2 separate regions of the Oryctolagus cuniculus genome follow, and region 1 is linked to region 2. A link is a contact called in public Micro-C data. All regions are on one chromosome and are shown on one strand. Each heading gives the region's core, a stretch centred on a gene start, on an enhancer-like site or on the middle of the called end of the contact. The rest is flanking DNA. Distances are from core to core; before and after follow the strand shown.

Evidence for each region. Hi-C and Micro-C count contacts between places; a contact is called where the count stands out from the background.
Region 1: a Micro-C map of ear pinna shows a contact between it and region 2, with 7 times the contacts expected there. The contact joins the promoter of CA11 here to the promoter of NUCB1 in region 2. A contact is called at or near these places in 3 of 6 Hi-C or Micro-C datasets (ear pinna, psoas muscle and an unstated tissue).

The regions. Positions count from the first base shown.
Region 1 is chr18:8,483,207-8,490,517 of mOryCun1.1, reverse strand. CA11 (carbonic anhydrase 11) reads right to left here and starts at 1,831. Exons shown (of 8, transcript XM_070063136.1): 1 at 1,335-1,831; 2 at 1,183-1,257; 3 at 370-512. The coding sequence starts at 1,401. LOC138846659 (a long non-coding RNA gene) reads left to right here and starts at 2,031. Exons shown (of 2, transcript XR_011384194.1): 1 at 2,031-3,204; 2 at 3,514-3,874.
Region 2 is chr18:8,327,443-8,334,226 of mOryCun1.1, reverse strand. It overlaps NUCB1 (nucleobindin 1), which reads left to right and starts at 5,166. Exons shown (of 13, transcript XM_051828815.2): 1 at 5,166-5,322; 2 at 5,713-5,842. The coding sequence starts at 5,723. TULP2 (TUB like protein 2) reads right to left here and starts at 4,957. Exons shown (of 11, transcript XM_051828758.2): 1 at 4,515-4,957; 2 at 4,254-4,286; 3 at 3,797-3,848; 4 at 3,384-3,510; 5 at 1,311-1,432; 6 at 490-804. The coding sequence starts at 4,285.

The DNA of each region.
Region 1 (7,311 bases), core at 582-3,081, 160 kb before region 2:
GGGCGGCTCAGTGCAGGGCCATGCCGGCTCCTGCGTGAACACTGGGACCACGCTCCCTGGTTTGAATCCCAGTGCTGGCACTCTAGCTGGGTGGGCCCGGGCAAGGAACTCAACCTCTCTGTGCCTCCGTCTCTGCATCGTAAAATAAGGGTGAAGTCACAGCCCCCATTCCAAGGACGATTAAAGGGTTTAGCCCGAATTTAAAGCTGCCTGGCACAGAAACCGTTCTATGTTCCATTGCCTCTACAGAGATGGGGCGGCCAGGGAGCTTCTCTCCGGCAGTGGGCACCTCTCCTTCCCCTAGCGCCACACCCCCAGACCCCTCCCCTGCAAACCCACACCCAGCGGCCGCGGGAGCCCCGCCCTTACCTTCTCTCCCCCGGTGCTGAGCCTCAGCGGGGGCAGGAAGGGGTCGTAAAGGACCCTCTTCAGCTCCACATCCACGGGGCTTTGCCGCTTCCCCACGGCGCACAGACTCCAGGCCGCGTTCACCAGGCCCCAGAAGGGAGGTCCTGGGGTCAGAGAAGGGAAGGAAGGGACATGGCAGGTGGAGCCCCACGCAGGGGGGGTCTGCTGAGGGGGCTGCGGCTTGGACTTTCCAGTCCCAGGGGAGGAGGGGCTGGGCCTGAGGTGGGGGAGGGGCTGGGATCCAGCACCCTGGGCCCTGGAAGACTCTTGCAATAGTCCTAAGACTCGCCCCTCACCCCCAACATCTCCTTGATCCAACCCGGCTTATGTGATCATGGAAGGCACTACAGCTCCCAGAAGGCACCAGCACGGCAGGCCTGCCCATCCACTGTGTGCCGCCCCAGAGCCCCATGGGAGTTGTAGTTCTTTGCGCCTCATCCCACAGCTGGGTAATGAAGGTACCGGGGAGAGAAGTTAGAAGACAGAGGGCTGGAGGGGGCGGGTCCCAGCAGGAGCCAGGACCTGCCTGTCGCCGCAGACACACAGACTGTCCACCTCCACACTTTTCTTTCCTTCCACTCACTCCCACTCACTACTTGAAATGCGCATGTATAATGTCCCATGGTGAGCCGCTGGGGTTCAGAGGCTGGCTGGACTCCTGAGGGAGGGAGGAGGGGGCTGGGGCTCCCGGTCCTGGGGGCGGGAAGAGGGGGCTGGGGACCCGGACTCCTGAGTCTGGGAGGGGGCGGACTGCTGGGTCCCCGCCGGCTGCACCTGGCACGAAGTTTCCCTGGAGATTATCCTTGTAGCTCCACCAGTCGTCCGGGTCAGGTGCGGGTCCGATGCGAGCTGGGAAGAGAGCGACCTGAACCCCTCTTCTGGGCGCCCCCGCCCCTCCCCCAGGGGCTCGGACCCCCAGGTCTTACCTGCCGCCCCCAGCGCGGCCCAGAGTACCAGCGCGCGCGGGGCGCTCAGACGAGCCGCCGCCCCCATCCCCACAAGGCCCGGCCGCGACCCCTTCCCGGCACCCTGGCCCCCTCAGCTCCTCCCTCCCCTCTCTCTGGGACCCTGCACCTCCAGGACTTCCAGCCTTCCCGTCTGGCCCGCAGGGAGCCCCGAGGGCAGCTGGGGATCGAGACCCCCACCCCCACCCCCAGCCACTCCGTCCCTGCTCCCTTCCTCTGCCTCGCCTCCTGCCTCTCCTCTGCCCCCAGCCCTGCAGCCTCCCGCACCCTCTCCCCGCCTTCTGCCCGCCCCGGGGGTCCCCTCTCGGCTGCTAGCGCACACCCCCGGCGCGGCTCCTCTTTCATCCGGCTCTCCCGAGCCCCCTAACTCCGCGCCTCCATCCTGCCTCCCTCTCCCCGCTCTCTCCCGCGCTCCCTCGCCGCCTCCCGCCGCTCCTCGGCTCTCCTCTCCCGGCCCTGCCTCCCGCCTCCCCCTCCTCTCTTCTCTCCGCCAGGAGCTTGGTGTTATTTTTTATTTATTTATTTTTTTGTGGTCGGGGCGGGGGGTGCAGATCGCTCAGCAGCCGACAGTTCTCAGGCAGGTGGGGGGCGCGCCAGGGGCAGGCCGGGGGTCGGCCCCGGAGCCGCGGGGGCGGGGTGGCCGGGACACCTGGGGCCGCGAGCTGGCCGCTCCCGTCCTCTGCAGAAAGCGGGAGGGGGCGCTTAAGGTGGAGCTGGGAAGAGTATTCGGAAGTCGGGGCGCTCGGGCCGCCGCCCTCGGAGGGTCCGGGGTTCCCCCCGCCCGCGGCGGCCCGGGAGGGACCCGCCCCGGCGCCCGCAGCCCCCCGCGCGCGGCGCAGCTCGGTCCTCCGCCAGAGGCGGCCTTAACGCGGCCAGGGGATCCCCTGGGAGCGCGGGGTGCGGTGAGGGCCGCTGACCGGGAGAGGGAGGCAGAGACCGGGCGAGGGAGCGAGGGGCGGGGACGCGGAGCCGGGAGCCCGAGACCACCGCGCCGCGGCGGGGGCAGAGGCGCGTCGGAGGTGGGGGAGACCGGGAGAGGCGCGCCGGGAGCTGCAGGCCGGGAGACCAGAGACCCGCACAGAGCACAGCAGCTATAAATAGAGCCTCCCATGCAGAGAGAGAGAGAGAGAGAGAGGCAGAGAGGGAGAGAGATGGAGAGAGGCAGAGAGAGGGAGCGAGGCCCGGAAGCATAGCACGGAGGGGCCGGCGGCATTGGGAGGGGCAGGCTGGAAACGGAGGTCCAGAGACCCCCAGCGGGGAAGAGACGGAGACTCGGACAGAGCACCCAGGAGGGACGGGGTGTTGCCACCCTGCATCCGGGGTCGGGTGGGCGGTTTGGGGGTGGCCCTCGGCTACCTTGCTGGCCAGGGCTGCAGGCCTGAGTCACTGAACCTGGCCCACACTCCCAGGGAGGGGCATCAAAGAATGTGCAGGCTGATTTCTACATTATGTATTTATTAGAGTCCTCATCTCTGATTCACTCCTCCAAATGCCCACGGCGGGCGGTAGCTGGGCCTGCATCGGCCAGAACCAACGCACCCGGATTAGGGGTGCAGGCTTCCTGACCCAGGCCTTGACCCCTGGCCCTAGTGCCTGCTGGTGGATTTATTCTAAAACCACTGATGGGGAGAACAAGAGAGAGGCGGCCCCTTTAAGAACCCCATGAGGCTTTGAGGTCAGCAGGACTCTCACCTGTGCAGACTGGGGAGCCCCGGAGACCAGAGAGGAACCAGACACTGAGTGCAGAGCAGGGATCGTCCACAAACTCCCTTCCGTCCCAAGAACGGTCTCTGCCCAGTTCGGTGGAGGCTGTTGCCGACCCATTTCACAGGTGAGCAAACCGAGTCTCCAAGGGCATAAGTGACTTGCCTGCCCAGAGCTATCCAGCTAGGACGTGGTGGGACGGGGAACACCAAGCCGAGAGACGTGGTGAAAACACGGCAGACACATTCCAGGGGACTTCAAAAAGTTCCGGGGAAGTGGAATTAAAAAGTTAAACACAAACAAATCCACCAAATGAAATATGAAATATTTTGTTCTTCAAAAAGTTCATGGAAACTGTGTAGTATGGAAATGCTACATGAAATCTTTTAGCTTCATTGCTCTTTTTTTTTTTTTTTTTAATATTTATTGGGGCCAGTGCTGTGGTGCAGCTGGTAAAACCGCCACCTGCAGTGCCAGCATCCCATATGGGCGCCAGTTCCAGTCCTGGCTATTCCTCTTCTGATCCAGCTCTCTGCTATGGCCTGGGAAAGCAGTAGAAGATGGTCCAAGTCCTTGGGCCCCTGCACCTGCGTGGGAGACCTGGAAGAAGCTCCTGGCTCCTGGCTTCAGATCGGCACAGCTCTGGCTGTTGCAGCCATCTGGGGAGTGAACCAGCAGATGGAAGACCTCTCTCTCTGTCTCCGCCTCTCTCTCTCTCTCTCTCTCTCTCTCTCTCTGACTCTCCCTCTCTCTCTGTGTAACTCTAACTTTCAAATAAATTAATTTAAATAAATAAATATTTATTTGAAAGGCAGAGTCACAGAGAGAGATGTAAGGAGATCTAGCCAGATGGCTGTAGTAGCCAGGACTGGACCAGGCCACAGCCAGGAGCCAGGCTCTCCATCATGGTCTCCCATGCGGGTGCAGGGGCCCAAGCACTCGGGCCATCTTCCGGCTGCTTCCCCAGGCCATTAGCAGGGAGCTGGGTGGGAGGTGGGGCAGACAGGACAGGCACCGGCGCCCATAGGGGATGCCGGCATCGCAGGCAGTGGCTCGACCCGCCACGCTACAGCTCCCTGGCAGGAGGGTCTTAGCAGATGTGGTGAACGTGGTAATGAGATCAGCCTGCATTCGCTGGCAGACCCCAGACCCCAGACAAGAGAAAGATGGAGGGCGAGTGGAGACAGAGGAGGAGGAGAGAGAAGTGAGGCGGCCACGAGCCCAGGACTGCAGGAAGCCCCAGGAAGGATTCTCCCCTGGAGCGTTTGGAGAGAGCAGGTCCCTGCCAGCGCCGTGGTCTTGGACGCACAGCCTGCACGCGGTGACACCGCCGTACACTGCTACCGCTTTTTTTTTTTTTTGAAAGGCAGAGTGGACAGTGAGAGAGAGAGAGACAGAGAGAAAGGTCTTCCTTTTGCCGTTGGTTCACCCTCCAATGGCCACCAAGGCCGGCGCACCGCGCTGATCCGAAGCCAGGAGCCAGGTGCTTCTCCTGGTCTCCCATGGGGTGCAGGGCCCAAGCACTTGGGCCATCCTCCACTGCACTCCCTGGCCACAGCAGAGAGCTGGCCTGGAAGAGGGGCAACCGGGACAGAATCCGGCGCCCCGACCGGGACTAGAACCCGGGGTGCCAGCACCGCAAGGCGGAGGATTAGCCTAGTGAGCCGCGGAGCCGGCCTTACTGCCGCTGCTTTTAGCACAGCGGGAGGCAGAAGGAGCTGGGGGTGCTGAGAGGGCAGGAGCAGGCTCATCCTCCACAGGGAAGCCTCCCCGGGCTGCCTCCAGAAAACACGTGTCACCAGAGAGGACAGGCGCCCAGGCTTGCCCCCCATGTCCCCAGCATTACCCCACACAGGAGTCCTCAGGAGAGAGACCCACTGTGACTGCGTGACGTTCTCTGCAGAGATGCAGGCCCTGCCATGTGTCTGGGGAGACTACTTGAATTTCTGCAGTGCCCGCCTCCTCCGGGAAGCCTTCCTTGACTTCCCAGGCTGGGCCAGGTGCCTCCGTGATTACACGGCACACCAAACACAGTGGCTCCCAGATGTCTGCTGCCCACGCTCCCACACTGGGCAAGTCCCCATGTGACGGAGGGAGGTCTGCGGGCCGGCATGTCCAGGTGACGCCAGAACATGCTGAATGAATGAAGCGAAAATACGGGGGCCGCAGCGTTCGCAGAGGCAGAAACACTGCTAAGGAGGGAGGTTGGCGGGCGCTTCCCGGGGCCAGGGCGGTGGTGCAGCGGTCAAGCCGCCGCTCGCTCGGGACTCCCACGCCCCCCTCTGGAGCGCCCGTTACTCCATGTCCGATCCAGCTCCCTGCTCGCGCGCCTGGGAAAGCAGCGGAAGACGGCCCAGGTGCTGGGGCCCCTGCCCCGTACCTGGGAGACCCCCATGGGGTGCCAGACTCCTGGCTTCAGCCTGCCTGTTGGGGGGTGCATAGGGGAGTGAACCATTGGATGGAAGACCTCCCCTTGTCTCCCCCCAACTCTGCCTTTCAGATAAATAAATAAATATTGACAAAAAAAAAAAAAAAAAAAAAAAAAAAAACCTCTTCCTTGTGTGGGTGACATTTAACTGCCTGCCTGTGTCTCTGTAATCCCAGGGGGCCCAGCACTTGTCCTCTTCCTCCTGCCCCCCCGGCTCCCCCTCCAATCTTCTTCCCCTTTCCCTCTGCCCCCCAACCCAGAGCCGACCCCGCCGGGGCCGTGGCTCCCTGGCAGCCCTGCGCCAGGTCCCCAGCCCTCGGCCTTTCCCGTCAGGACCAAGCCCCACTGGGTCCTTCAGGGTCCACGTCTTTCAGGACCCTCCCCGGGCTCCCCGGGGGAGCCAGGCCTTGGTGACTCCTCCCCAGCTCATGCATCTCCCATGGCTCCCCAGTGCGCCTGGGACTAAGACCAGGCCCTCAGCCTGGCCTTGAAGATCCCACCTGCCCTGGCCTTGCCCGGCCCCCTCTTCCCCTGCCCCAGCACGCCTCCCGGCCCCCTCTTCCCTTTGTCTGGGCTCCTCACAGCTCCCCGTTCTTTGCTGGGCCAATTCCCCTTCTGTGTGCTGCAGGAGGGCACCGGGCGGTGCCGGAGGTGGGCTGGGGCCTCCTCTGAGCCCCGGAGGCCACCTGTGCCGCTGCCATTAGTGACTGGGCTCAGTGCCCGGAGGGGAGGGGCCGGCCAGGCCGGAGGTGGGGCCCAGATGTGGATTTCACGCCAATTCGTTTCGGGCGCTGGGAAGAAAGTGGGGGTCACAGGGGACATACGGGGCTCGCCCTGCCTCACACTTTCATCTCCCACCTCCCCGGCTCCCAGCGGGCAGCTGCAGGGCCAGGGTTCCGAGCCCCGCGGTTCCCACAGCTCCTCTCCGCCTCCTCACCCCATCCCCCTGCCTCAGGACCCAGCAAAATCCTCCCCATCTGCGCGCTGGCCTGGGTTCCTCCCCTCCTGGGGGAGGCGCAGCCTCTGCATGTTTAAATTACGTAGTCTTTAGGCTGGCCCCGCGGCTCACTAGGCTAATCCTCCGCCTGCGGCGCCGGCACACCGGGTTCTAGTCCCGGTCGGGGCGCCGGATTCTGTCCCGGTTGCCCCTCTTCCAGGCCAGCTCTCTGCTGTGGCCCGGGAGTGCAGTGGAGGATGGCCCGAGTGCTTGGGCCCTGTACCCCATGGGAGACCAGGAGAAGCACCTGGCTCCGGGCTTCAGATCGGCACAGCACACCAGCCATAGCAGCCATTTGGGGGGTGAACCAATGGAAGGAAGACCTTTCTCTCTGTCTCTTTCTCTCTCACTGTCTAACTCTGCCTGTCAAAAAAAAAAATAAATAAAATAAATAAATTACGTAGTCTTTAAAAAATATTTGCTCCATCACCCATAGCTGATTCTATTTTCTATTTTGTTTTTTAAATAAAATAGAAAATAAATAAAAAGGCAGAGTTAGAGAGGGAGGGATAGAGCGATCTTCCATCTGTTGGTTCACTCCCCAGATGGCCACATCCATTAGGGCTGGGCCAGACCAAAGCCAGGAGCCAGGAGCTGCTTCTGGGTCTCCCATATGGGTGCAGGGCCAGAGCACTTGGGCCATCCTCTGCTGCTTTCCAAGGCACATTAGCAGGGAGCTGGATGGGAAGTGGAGCAGCCAGGACTTGAACCAGCACCCATGTGGGTGCCGGCTTCAAAGGCAGCGGTTTTCCCCGCTATGCCACAGTACCCACCCCATTCATATCAGAACACTGTATTTAGCTAGATCC
Region 2 (6,784 bases), core at 3,917-6,416:
TCCCTGAGGAAGCCATCAGCTGGGTCCTGGACGGGAGCTTCACCTCTTAGTAGCGACCCCTGGTTGGGACTTAAGCCCAGGCCGTGGCAAGCCTGACCGTCACAGGCAGGAACTGAGAATTTGGAACGGCCTCACGTGCAACATTGGAGCAGGACTTTGAAGGGACGTTCATCCTGATACCCAGGCCTGGCTAGGGGTCAGCCCTGAGGGGAGGGGCACCCTGTCAGGGGTGTGGCTTGTCCCAGGACTGAGTGAGGTCTGACAGTGAGGAAGCTCAGGAGAGACCACTTGCAGTGGGACAAGACTTGGTGTGAGACGGCCGAGGCCACCGGGCTCCATGAGGAACGGATTCCGGGCCTGGGACGGCCAGGGCTGGGCGTGGGAGTGGGCAGGTCCACCTTGCAAATGACCAGCGAGGCCAGGGTTCCTGGACATCCCGACTTTGCGCAGAAGGGGCTCGGGCTGGGAGGCGGGCGGGCGTGCCCGAACCTTCAGGCCTTCCTCGGCCTCCAGGTAGAGGTGGTAGAAGGGGAACATGCCGCGGTCCACGTCGCGCTTGTTGCGGCTGATGCGGCACTGCACCATGTGGCCCTGAGGCGCCGGCTGCAGCACGTAGGCCTCCAAGTCCTCGCCCAGCCGAGGCCCGGGCTTGGACGGCGGCAACTGCACCAAGCCCTCCACGTGGCCGCTGTCAGGGCCGCTCGGGCCTTTGCCTTCGCGTTCCGACACCTGCTCTTCCGCTGCCTCTGGGGGGGTCACTCCGGAAGACCCCCGCTCCTCTTTTTTCTCCTCCGGGTCTTCGCTCTAGCACCACACGGCAAATTCAAAGGTGAGCGACAGCGGGCGCCCCACCTTGCCGACTGCTGATTGGCCAGCCCAGCAAAGGGTGCCGCCCCCAGCCATACATGTTTCCTGTGCCATTGGTCAAAGGTCTCAGTCAGCCAACCCAGCCACGCCCCAGGAGCTGTTGATTGGCTAGTTCTATTCGCTTTCCCCCTGAAGCCGAGCCGACTCTGCCTACTGATTGGAGAACCCCTGTGGGGCGCACTGCCCATTCGGACAAAACGGTGTAGATTCAATTCAGGTAACACTGCACACAGCCCAGGTGTGGCTCCAAGGGAACCCTTGCACCAGGCTAAGTGAGAGCAGTTGGCTCTGATAAATAGCGCGCACACACACACACACACACACAGCGTCTGCTAGCCCATCACAGCAGGGAAGAAAAAGCGCCCCAGGGTTTCCTCCCCACCCTCCCCGGGTGTCCCAGGCTGGCCGTCTTCCTCCTCCGGAGCGCCCGTGCCTCCCGTCACCTGGCAGGTGCCCACGTCCCCGCGTTCCCAGCCACTGTCCACTCCAAGCTTTGCGTCTGGACTGGGCTCATTGAATTCGTCCTCCACATCCTGTAATTCACTCTGGTCCTTTGTGGTGGCCCCTAAGGGGGGGAGAAGCCGGGACCGGAGTAAGGAAAACTCGGTCCCATGAGTCTGGGACATGGCCATCGGGGCTAGCGGCACAAGGCCAGAACTCTGGGGTTCTCAGCCCCTACTCACTACTCCTTGCCCTCCCTTGCCACATCCTCCCGAGAGGCTGCTGAGAATAGGAAGGGACGTGAGGGTCTCACCCTTCTCCTATCCCAGAGACGGGGGGTAGAAGTTGGGGCAGTAATGTGGAGTCTTGTCACTGAAATGCTGGCAATGTCATGGGGATTGGGGGGGGGTGTGTGTGGCACAATGGAATATTACTAGGGAATGAAAAGGAATGAAATACTGGCAAGGCTGCAGCATAGATGACCCCTAGCAACTTTATACATAAGAGAAGCTAGACACAGAAGGTCACATATCGCATGATTCCACGGACATGAAACAGGGTGGGCAAAATTTTTTTTTTTTTGACAGGCAGAGTGGACAGTGAGAGAGAGAGACAGAGAGAAAGGTCTTCCTTTGCCGTTGGTTCACCCTCCAATGGCCGCCGCGGCCGGCGCGCTGCGGCCGGCGCACCGCGCTGATCCGATGGCAGGAGCCAGGAGCCAGGTGCTTTTCCTGGTCTCCCATGGGGTGCAGGGCCCAAGCACCTGGGCCATCCTCCACTGCACTCCCTGGCCACAGCAGAGGGCTGGCCTGGAAGAGGGGCAACCGGGACAGAATCCGGCGCCCCGACCGGGACTAGAACCCGGTGTGCCGGCGCCGCTAGGCGGAGGATTAGCCTATTGAGCCGCTGCGCCGGCCTCAGGGTGGGCAAATTTAAAGAAACAAGAAGTGGATCAGGGCTTCTCTTGGAGGAAATGACATGGGGTGACCGCTAATGGGCGCAGGGTTTCTTTTCGGGGTGGCATAAGTGTTCTAGGATAGAGAGAGGCAACAGCACAGATCTGTGAACACACCAAGAACCACGGAACTATGGGATCTATAACTGCCCTTCAAGAAACACATAAACCTTTCTTTTTTGAAAGCGGCTTCCAAGAAAGGAAGACGATCGGCCACACGGCAGGAAGCCGGAATTCACCCCGATGTTCCCGAAATTACCGGGCCACTTCCAGGCCAGCCAACCCCTGCGGCGAGTTCCCTGAGGCTCCTTATAGGGCTGAGGAGAGACGGGCACGTCCTCCACGGAGACCTCCTCCAGCTCTGGTTCGGAATTGTCTGGAAGCCAGGAGAGGGAGGGGACTGGAGCCTCGGGTCCTAGGGGGTTGGAGGCGGCGGCGGCGGCTCAGGACTTGACGGCCCAGGCAGGAGGGAGGAGCGGGTGGGGCCGCAGACGCCTGGGCTTGGTCGGAGCCGTTTTCGGGGGAAGGCGGCCCAGGGGCTGGCGGTTACCTGCTTCCGTCGGCGACAGCAAGGGGCAGCGCTCGCCGCTGCCGTCCCCACCGCAGCCCACGGTGCCCGGCGGACCGTGCGCTTCGGGGAGCAGGTGTGCCTGGAGGAGAGGGTTCCCAAAGCCTGGGACAAGTGCGGCGGCGTCAGTGAACGCACAGGGCTCCAGCACGCGGACCCCCGCACCCGCCGAAACGCCATCCTACGGCTCAAACAGGCACCGCTCCGCGCCTAAACAACCCCATGCCAGGCTCGCACAGCCTCCCCACAAGTTCGCCTCCGAACCGTCCACGCCCCGCCACCAGGCGCCACCTGGCTCCGCGCACCCCGCTCCCGGCCTCGGCTCTCTCCGGCCGCTTCCGGGTTCCCCCAGGCCCCGCCCTCGAGCTCTGCCCAATCACAGGACGCGCTCGGGCACGATCCTCCAATGGCAATGCGCCCCGCCCACGAACCCTCGCCCCATGCTCCCCTTTGGCTTCGCCCAAAGGCCCTGCCAGGCCCCGCCCCCGCGCTCCTATTGGCTCCTCCCCACAGACTGACGTCTCCATCTGAGAGCCCCGGAGCTGCCCTCACGGTGGTCGGCCTTGAAGCGGTCTTCTCGCCGCGACCCTTGCCGGTGCCGCAGAGAAGCGTCAGGATTGGCCTGGACCATGAGCGGCTCCTGGCGCTTCCGGCGTTGCTTCTTCTCGAACAGCCGCCTCTGGAGGGGGCGGGAGCGGGAACCCGCGCTGTTATCAGACGGGAAGACAGGTGTTGGGGGGGGGGCTGGGGAGGGGAGGCCCGCATAGGTGGGCGAACTCGTGACCCCCTGAGTCTCAAGGGTCCAGGCCCTCAGCTCCAAGAGTCCTGGGCACGCAGCCCCTCCTTCCATCGAAATGTAGGGGTCTCCGCACCAGGGTTTGCTTCTCTAGGGTCCCAAGTTCCTATTTCTTATTTCCCAAGTGCAGATGTGAGGTGGGGGCGGGGGAGGGTCCTGGGCAGGGTACCTGCTGTTCCAGCTTCTGCATCCTCAGGGCAGCGAGCTCTTCGGCAAGGGTGCTGGGAGAGACGCAGGCTGGTGTGGGAGCAAGCGGGGCCCTCCCCCTCCCCCCTGCCCTCCCCCCTCCCCGCCTGCCCCCGCCCCACTCGGGTTCTGAGCGGTGAGGTCACAGACCTTGCGGAACCTGAGCCTGCTGCGCCAGATCTCAAGCTTTTTCTGTGTCTGGAATCTGCGTTCTTCCCGTCTCAGGGTCCCCCGTCCCCCCTCACGCCCGGAGGTCTCCCCCGGCAGCCCCCTCTTGGCAGGGCCCAGGAGCCCAGTCCCCAGTCCCCCTGCAAAGCCCCGGATTCTCCACCTGCTAGGTTACGGGGCCGGACCCGAGTGCCGGGGAGGCATAATCAAGTCTCAGATGAACTCCACTAGCGCCCGCACCCCGCGCCCCGACAGCTTGGTTCCACACTCACCCGTTCTTACACGTGCTATTTTCCTGAGACATCCTGGAGAGGCGAGAACAAGCGGTCAGAACGCAGACCCAGCCTCCCAGCAGCCCTTGCCCTCCCGACCTGACCTTAAGCCCGGGCAGCCTGGGTCCTGCAGCAGGACTGACGGCCAGCTGTTCCGACTCCTTCACTGGGGGGGGGGGGGGGGGGGGCAGGGAGCCCGACTCTCTCTACGCCTGCAGCTCGGGGCCCCGGGCTGCAAACCCCTGCGCAGGTCCCACCTACCTGGGATTTTGAAGACTCTCTTCCGCTTTGGCGGGGACGGGCTACTCATATTCACACCTCAGGGCCTTGCCTCTGGAGGCCATGTTAAAGCACACCTAACTCTTTGAGAGCTGGGGACTAATCTCGGGTTCTCTGGGAAGCAGGCAGGAGGAGAACAAAGGGCTCAGAGGTAGAGAGCGTGCCTCTTGGGGCCTATCCTAATCTCTTCTCTCCCTGTCCCCTACACTCACTTCCAACAAAGCAGTGACCTCTGGCCAGCCCTGCAGCTAGGCAACCCCGGGGTTCTGAATCGGAATGGCACGTAAGTGTTCCTTAAAGGGGCCTGAGAGAAGCGGCGGCCGCAAAGTCTCCTCCATGTGTCTCCTTTTATAAGGAGCTTATAAGTCTGCTCGGTTGCTACGGAGCTGCACCTCGCAGGTGCTTCTTGGGCGCGAAAACAAATAGTCAAAGTACGACTCCCAGGAGGCGAAGGGGCCAAGACGTCGGCGGAAGTGACTCATTTCCGCCGCTCCCGCCCAGGGCCTGCAGGGAGTTGTAGTTCTCTTCGGGAAAGTGTCCTACATGGCAGGAAGCGCAGCATCAGGAGGCGGGGCTTCTGAGAAAGCAAGCGAAGCTGTCGGGGGATAGGGGCGGGACTTCGGCAAGGGGCGAGGCCAGGAGGCGTGACGAGAGCGCCCGGAGCCAGCGTGGACCAATCAGGGTCCTGGGGGCGGGATCTCCGGGCAGATGGGCGTGGCCTAGGGGGGAAATCACTGAGCGAGCCCCTGAGGTCCTGGCCCGGGAAAACGCCCTCTGCGGCGAGGACGAGGTGAGGGCCGCGGCCCAGGCTCCGGGGTCCTAGGGGGAGGACGGGGCCGCGATGCCGGAGAACGGGGTCCCGGGGGAGGCTGGGCCGGTGCCAGGGCTTCCGGGTCCTGGGAGAGAGGAGGCGCGGAGCCTGGACTCCGGGGTCTGGGGGAGGAACGGCCGGGGTCTGGGGTGTCCGAGCGCGAGGGAAGAGGGCGCTGGGGGCCGGGACTCCCGAGTCCCTGGGGCGGAGGAAGCGGGGACTTGCAGGTGTGGACCCCCGGGTGCCGGGTCACGAAACGCGTTGAGTCCGGACTCCCGGGGGTGGGGGCCGCACGGGGGGCCGGACCCCAGGGGACTGAGCTGGGAGGCGGCTGGGGGTCTGCATTTTCCACCTCGCTGCCCCTCGCAGACCGGCCGCCATGCCGCCCCGTGGGCCGCGCAGAGCCCTGCTGCTGCTGCTGCTGTTGCACGCTGCGGGCGCCGTGCCGCTGGAGCGGGGGTCCCCCCGCCAGGACGAGAGCCCCGCCACCGAGAGTCCCGTGAGTGGCCCGCCTTGCGCGCTGCAGCCCTCGGCGCCCCCGGGGCGACCTGAGCCCAAGGTTGCGGCTGTGGCCCGCCTGCCGTTCTCTTCGCAACACTGGGGTCTGGGGCTCAGTTAAAAACTGGGGTGCCCCCCACTTGAAAATCAGGCCAGATGCTAAGTTTACAAAGCACCCCTGTCCACCTAAGCCTCTCTCGCTTTAAGAGCCTTGCCACCCGAGAAGAAACGAGAAATTAAAGGAAAACTACATCTCCCAGGAGCACCGGGAGCGGCTGATGATAGGCAGAGGCGTCCTAACTTCACGGAGCTCCAGGCGTTGGGGTTTGAACGGAAGAAAGGGCCCCTGAGCTGCGCACTAATCCCAACAGCTGTCTGTCAAATCCCACCAGACTTAGTGCTTCGCAACATTTACTTATTCATTTATTTATTTGCAAGGCAGGATTTCAGAGAGAGGACAAGGAGAGGGAGGGAGAGCAGGCATCTTCCACCTGCTGGTTCACTCCCCAAATGCCTGGAGGAAGCCTGGAGCTCCATCCGGGTCTCCCGCGCGGGTGCAGGGGCCCGAGCACTTGGCCCATCTTCCGCTGCCTTCCCTGGCGCATTAGCAGGGAGCTGGATGGGAAGTGGAACAGCTGGGACTTGAACCGGTGTCCGTATGGGATGGCGACATCCAGGCTGTGTCTGATAGGCGCCAATCCCTCGTGGCTGCCTTTGGCTTCCCGCTACTGCGCGCCCTGGGAGCTGGGACCACGCAGGGCGACGGCTCAAGCCGTTGGGCCCCTGCCACCCACGCGGGAGACCCGGATGGAGCTCCTGGCCCCGCAGCCCCCAGCCCCAGCCTGTTGTGGGCATGTGGGGAGTGCATCAGCCAATGAGAACTCTCTCAAAAAACTCAGTGAACTGCTAGATGGGTGGTTGAACGGAAGCTTGTGTCACTGCT